Linked DNA regions of Mus musculus: region 1 is linked to region 2. A link is a contact called in public HiChIP or PLAC-seq data. All regions are on one chromosome and are shown on one strand. The core of a region is the stretch at or near the end of the contact, and the rest is flanking DNA. Distances in the headings are between cores, read along the strand shown. Region 1 holds the start of Rln1 (relaxin 1). Region 2 has its middle 28 kb from the start of Slc1a1.

What was found. HiChIP or PLAC-seq counts read pairs in DNA pulled down with a chosen protein or histone mark.
Region 1: an H3K27ac HiChIP or PLAC-seq map of embryonic stem cells shows a contact between it and region 2, with 4 times the contacts expected there. The contact joins the promoter of Rln1 here to the enhancer-like site in region 2. A contact is called at or near these places in 3 of 39 promoter capture datasets (hippocampal neurons, liver and neural stem cells), 1 of 115 datasets of contacts at active chromatin or transcription factors (embryonic stem cells) and 1 of 9 other capture datasets (adipose tissue).

Annotation. Positions count from the first base shown.
Region 1 is chr19:29,333,068-29,336,404 of GRCm38.p6, forward strand. Rln1 (relaxin 1) reads right to left here and starts at 1,603. Exons shown (of 2, transcript NM_011272.2): 1 at 1,319-1,603. The coding sequence starts at 1,529. Gm52390 (a long non-coding RNA gene) reads left to right here and starts at 1,571. Exons shown (of 3, transcript XR_003952902.1): 1 at 1,571-1,683; 2 at 1,820-1,952.
Region 2 is chr19:28,805,235-28,808,826 of GRCm38.p6, forward strand. No RefSeq gene overlaps it. Among named protein-coding and RNA genes, the nearest start is that of Slc1a1, 28 kb to the right of the region's middle. Within about 2 kb of position 1,802, at least 12 of the 459 cell types and tissues checked have an H3K27ac peak or open chromatin away from gene starts, as enhancers often do. A contact at or near this core is called in embryonic stem cells, where this site is marked.

The DNA of each region.
Region 1 (3,337 bases), core at 353-2,852, 530 kb after region 2:
ACATTTACAGTTCAGCATTCACGGACTGTTTCCACCAGCAGTGTCAGTTAGGAGATTTACAGGAAAAAAAATTTTTTTTCTGCCTACAAAACTCTTTATAGTAACTCAGACCTTCCCCCTGCTCTTACCTATTCCAAATGCACAAATTTAGAGTGTTAGCAGACAAAAAAAACCTGGCAATGCTAATCAAGTTTAGATTACAGTGCAATAGCTCAGCTCTTGATGCCATTCTTCATGTCCAGCAGAACAGCGTGTCAGCTTACCAATCAGTCACTCCTCTGGAAAGAATGAAACCAAGGAATCCAAAAGGCACAGCCTAAGTGTGCAAGGGAGATACCAGGTTAGCCTTGGAGGCTTACCCTCCAGAGAAAGCCAAACCGTTCCCCTATACTGGGGTGCTCTGGGACAAAGATCCTTCCTAAGGGTCCCGTTGTCCTTTTAGCCAACAACCAACTTCAGCCGTTGGAATTTGGCACGGAAAGTGATGGCACTGTCACACCTGTTCATTCCAAGTCTAAACCAGTGACAGCAGGTGGCATTCTGTACCATTTTGTGTCTATCAGAAGTCCTGCCTTTTTCCTTCAGGAAGACATTCTAACTTTAACTCAGTTTACCAATCCCTCCTTGCTCTAAGATTTTGTCCAGTCAGAGTTTCATCGGCTGCCAAGCAAAGTTGATGTACTTAAAACCAGTAAGCAAAGGCCAGCTGTAGTCGGGGGTCAGAGTTAACTTACAAGCTTTTGTGCCTTGAAATTCCTTATTTACAACTATTTTTGAAATCCGTATGTTTGGTTTGTAGATAATAGACACAAATATAACATTTTAATCTAACTGAACTCATACAGGTATTCACTTTTTAATTACTAGATTTTGGATTCAAATGTTATTTTTATGACACTAATGAGTTTTCGGTCATGATAGTCTGCGTGCTAGCCCTTATTGATTTTCTTACATCCCCCCAACCTCTCAATTAAACTGCAAGCCCAGTTAAAAAAAAGATGCACAGCAAGGCTCCCTAGGTGATGTGTCTTACAAACAGGGAGCAGTAGTCCGCCCGGGCATACTCCACAGCCCAGATTTTGGCTCCCGTTAGGTCCTAGCTCCATTCCTAGTGTAAATGAAGCCCTTGCCTGCAGCATATCCAATTCCCTCTGATAGGTTTTCACTGAAACTCTGACCCAACCGAGCACGAGCACGTCAAACCTGAGGCTGGGGATCACAAACCTCCCCCGCCCCGGGGGGAGGCAGGGGACCTTTCCAATTGGTGGTCAGCCAATGGGAAGCATGAGAAGAAGGGGTGAGATGAGAAGGCGCTCACCAGTGGCTTGCCTGGCAAGCAGAGCTGGCTCCTCCTGGCTCAAAGCCAATCTTCCCACGGAGGCCCCGCAGATTTTGATCAATTCACGGGCATATTCACGGCCGCACATCCGAATGAATCCGTCCATCCACTCCTCCGAGACTCGCGTCCTGCAAGGCTGGCTCAGCAATAGCCAGAACCCCAGGAGCTGGAGCAAAAATCTGCTGGACATTCCGGTCTGGGCTGCTTCTGGGCGGCTCAGCCTTGGCGGGACTGGGCTCCTGCTGCTTCCCCAGTGCTCAATCCGGCTTTTATATCCCTTGGGAGCTCTCAGCACCAGTGTTGATGGTTCCAGCTCCACCCACTTCCCACCCTCAGCCTGCGTGGTATTGTCTTCTTGAGTCTCGTTCCCCTTACCCACCTTTCATTCATCACACCACCCTTCTGTCTTCTTTATTCTTGCCCCCAAACAACCTTATATCCCAAAATCACTTTGGATTTGAAGTTTTTTCTTAATTACAGAATAAGGCATGGCCCCTGGACTAAGTCACATCAGCAATAGAGACCACCTATCTTCTTACAAGCAAAGGCTTCCCAGCATGAACGTTTCTCTTGTTACCTTCTAACCCCACTAAGGTTATGGCTGCAATTGCTGGTAGGTCCGGTCATAGAAGACATAACGGGAGGAGGGTAAACTGTTAATTAAGAGGGAAACTGACTTTTCACCTGGAATGTGTTTTTTGTTTTGTTTTTGTTTGCTTTTGCTGACGTGAACCTTTTGTGATTTCTCTTAAGCAAATTCAGTACGGTTGTTTTAAAATCCTGTTGAGATTTGTAGGTTGGTTTTAGATCCTACAGTGGATATTCTGTTAGTCATAATGGAGAGAGAGAGAGAGAGAGAGAGAGAGAGAGAGAGAGAGAGAGAGAGAGAGTGTGTTTAATAGATAGAATCATAGTATCTGCACCATTTGACTTCCTTCCTGGCTACTTGTTTTCTGCGCACTTCGTTGCCTTATGGTTCATCCTAAAGTCTTTAGGACAATGGGGACCGAGAGCAGTAAGAGCCAATGCCCTTGTCTTGTTCTAAGTATCACAGGAAATGCTTTCAGGTTCTCCGCATCCGATATGATTGTAGGCTGCTGCTTGTTGTACACTCTTGATTATGTCAGGTAGCAACTTTCTTTCTGTAACTTGCTTTAAATAATGATACAGTGTTGACTTTTATCCAAAGGTTTACCTGCTTATATGGAGATAACTTTTACAGCTTTTGCAATTCATTCTGATGATATATTACATTTATTGATTTGCATATGGTAAACTACCCTTGCCTCTCGGACTCATCCACCTTCATCACCATGAATGATCTTTTTGATGGTTTAATATTTTGTTGAGTGGTTTTGTATCTATGTTTATCAATGACATTGGTTTATAGTTTTGTTTGTTGTGTCTCTGTTTCCTTTTGGTATGGAGCAATGCTGAACTGAGAGAATAAACTGATTCTTTGGAATACTTTGAGAATCTGGTAAGATTCAGCGACAGAGCCACCTGGGGCTGAACTTCTCTTTGTTGGGAGACTTGGTTACACATGCTCCATACTTGACTTAGTCTCTTCTGGTTGTCTATGTCGTCACGGGTCAATCTTGATAAGTTTATATCTAGAAATTTATCCATTTTTTTCTTTTCAAATTTTTAAATGAATTTGATTTATTAGACTGTCCATAGCATATAAAGCCCTTTTAGTTTTCTTCCTTTCTCTCTCTCTCTCTCTCTTTTCTTCCTTCCTTCCTTCCTTCCTTCCTTCCTTCCTTCCTTCCTTCCATCCTTCCTTTCTTTTAACGTTGTCCTCAATGAGGCAACTATAGTATTTTGTAGCAAACATAATTTAAAAACCAAAACTAAACAAACTCTCCTCAGTTGTGGTACCTCAGCTGTTAGTTATAACCAGATTAAAGACCTAAAACTCTACAATACATTAAAAAAAAGGCACTGGAAATTAAGCAAACATTCTTGACTCTAACTGGACGAAGTCTTACTAAAAAA
Region 2 (3,592 bases), core at 552-3,051:
AACCCTCTTACCAGTGAGTATACTACTTTCCTAGATTTTCTTCTTACTCATTTTATATCTTTCAATTTGAATGCTTCCCTTAGTATTTCTTAAAGATTTCATGAAAATATATTCTCTCTGCTTTTATTAGTCTGGGAATGTCCATCATGCCTTAGACTCTGAATGATAGTTTTGTTGGGTATAGCACTCTCATTAGAAGTGATTTTGTTGCTCCTTCAGTACTTTGTAAATCTTAAGCCATTCTCTCCTGGCCTGCAGTGTTTCAGTAGACAGTCAAAACAGTTGAAAACTCTACTACACTGGTTACTAATGGCCATTTTCAGACTCCTTATTAGGGAAGGTAGTATTTCTAAAAGTTCAAGTGCTCGTGGCTTGTGACACCACTTGGATGTTTAAGAATTGGTATTCATTCTTCTCTTCTTAATCTTTTTTTGTTTTGTTCCTGTCTTTCCAGAGATTCTAAGCAGCCTCATCATGTTTTTTTAGCCTATAGTTACATACACTGTCTCAGCATTGGCTGGTGCCCAGGTCCACAGTTGCTGGAATTCTGCTGCTGGAATGTGTTACTATTTCAATACTAAAAGGCACTCCAAGACCAGATCTTTCCCAAACTACACCTCTGGAGTATTATTCAAAGCAAAAATGAAAGAACATAGAAATGGTCTAGTACCAAAAGTCTTTCTCAGGGATAGGGTAGGTCTGCCTGTTCCTAGTGTTCAGCTATAGCAGCCCCCAGGCCTTATGTCATAGTGGCAGTTGCCAACACTACCAAGATATGCTATACCCTAAGCCAATAGCTTGTCAAGACCAATAGGTAAAAATGTGAGTCTATGTTACTAAGAAGCAGGTCTTTGCCTAATGCCCAGAAAGATCTGTCTATATGGACTGGATAGGATAGATATCCTATTTGAGAGGTTGGTGCACGGCTGGAGAGGATAATCCCTTACCAAGGCGGGGTATATTTGAGTCTCACAGCCATAGAAGCCTGTATCATCTTAAGAGAGGGACAGGTTTGCCTCTGACACACTCAAAGCTAGACAGAACGTAGGCTAAAACTTGAGTTTGTCCCACCAGCACACAGATCTCTAGATATGCCAGAGCTGGTCTAGAGGTTTTGTCTGTGGTCTGGCAAACATACTGAACTCCCAGGTTATACTGAGGGATGGGTCTGGCACTGGGTACCATGCCTTTCTCAGAAGGCAAAATCCCTCAACCAAGTAGGAGAAGTGTAGAAGTGTAGTGGAAGCTCTTGGCCATCTGGTTTAATTCAGCTGCTGTGGCTACAGTTGCTCCGCACACAGGCCTGGCAGTCGGGTGGGGCTTTGCCTAGCATGGGGTTTCACTGTAGTGCACTCAGAACATCACTTCACGATGAGATCTAAACTTAATTCTCTTCTTCCTTGTTGCGAGTAGTTTTAAAAACTTGCTACCGCCTTTGCCCAGCCTCTCTCGGCTCCCTTTCGTTCCACCCAGCTTAGCTCCGGGATCTATCATCGATCTGGAAATGTGTGCTTTTAGCAAGGTATCTCTGTCTCACCTGCCCTAAACTTAGTGGTTTGTTCCACTTAGCCCCTGCTAAACATCTTTGGCCACCGCCTGTAGCAGAAGCCGCAGGCCCTAGCTGTCTCTAAGGCCTTGTATGATAACTGCCCTCTCCTCCCTCCAAAGCATGGCAGAAAAAGTCTCTCTTGTCTTCCCTGCTTCTCTTTTTGGCCTTGGATCCCGGAAGTCCCACCTGCCCTTTCTGCCCAGCAATTGACTCCAGGCCTTCTTTACTGACAAGTCAAAAACCAATCAGGAAGCTAGACCTTAGCATCAGAACCTCCCCTTACACCTCCTCCCCCAAGCACAGCAAAGTGCGGAATTGATGTAATGGTTAGGGGAGGGATGGTGGGCAACTCTTGCCTTCTCCCACAGCCACTTCCTTTTGCCTTACTGAGAGCAGCCACCATTGTCACTCTCACAGGTTCCTTAGTCCCATGAAGCGGATCTAGTATTTGCCTAGTTGTCATGTTTAATTGGATATACCTGCAACAAGGCGCGGCTTTGGGGGTGGGGTGGGATCAAGGCTGCCATCTTACCCTGCCTTGCCACACAGATGAGGCAGCTAGGCTCCAGAGAGATTTGGGACTCGCATATGTAAGGAGCGTTAGGAAATGACTCCAAGAAATTCAGTCTAGAAAAAGAGCTCGAGACGCTTATGCTAATTACCTGGCTTCTTATTTTTAACTTCCTAAATTGACTTACAAATGATTTATTTCCATTTGACAAAGAGGTATACTGAGACCAAAATGGAGGCCGTTACCCATCATGCCATCCCAATAAATCTTAACATTTTGTTATATTTTCTTTAGATACATAATATTTGGGAAAGAATGTAGCTATTGGTAACAGATGGTGTTAATGACATGCAATGAAAGGGCCAGGTTACAAACAGGCTGCCTTCTTCATGTGTGTTCCAGAGAAGCCTGCCTGCCTCAGAAGCAGTTTTCTAAGGAGGGCAGTAAGAGGTTAAGGAATTGTGTGCTGGTGGCCATGTGATTCCGTTTTCACCTCTCCCCCCACTCCCTGCTACTTCAGAAGAAACAGCTTTTCTTGAATCTGGCCTCTATTATTCTTTTGCATATTTTGCATAATCCTACTACATATGTAGATTTTCATTAAATATAACATTGTTTTTAAGAATGACTAAACACTGTCAGAATGGATCTAAAGTCACATGGCCCTCCTCTGAGACTCATTGTCTCCTCAATGTCCTTAGCCCTTTGTTCCTCTGCGCTATGCTCTGAAGAAATTTTTCAACACTACTGTCCAGATGAAATGTCACTTTTCAAGGACTATTTTCCCCTGTTTCCAAGCTATCATATTCATTCCTTTTCATTTTAGATTTTGTTTGTTATTTCTGCTTTACAGTTCTTTATGATAAATCCATGCCTTTTCTTTTCTCCTTGAATACTTAAGTATAAACAATGTAAAACCTCAGTTAGAGTAAATTAATTCAATTAATTAAGAACAGGGATCAAGGTGAAGTATTAATAACTCACACTGACATCCTCTTACAAACCCTTTGACCCACGGAACCCTCTTTACAAAAATGATTTGGGGCTGGTGGTCTAAAGGACTCAGATAAAGGTAGGCAGTTTGTTACTTGGTTACTCATTGCTTGTAACTGGCATAATTTTCATAACTGAAGCAAGCAAGTTATCTGTATCTGTGGGGTTTTTTTTCTCCCTGAGTATCTTATGTCTAAAAAAAATGGTGCAAAATCGTAAGACTGCTAAGGGTACTATGGTGGCTATATCATCTTTATATTCATCATTACAACTCATCAAAAATTGATCTCAATTCTAATCAATTTATGTCTTAGCTTTAGGTTCACTTATCGGTTTGTAGTTCCTAATTCGGAGACTTGTTTTTATTTGGGTGGGTTTTGATTTCCCTTTATGTTTTGTAGTTGCACCTACATCTTGTCCTTACCCCAGTGTAGAGCACAACCCATTGTATCCCAAAAGGCCATAGGGTGGTATCTGAAGCAGGGCTACATTCCGAAGGCTGGCCTTTATGGAAACGTGTGTCCAGTCCTTCAATGTCT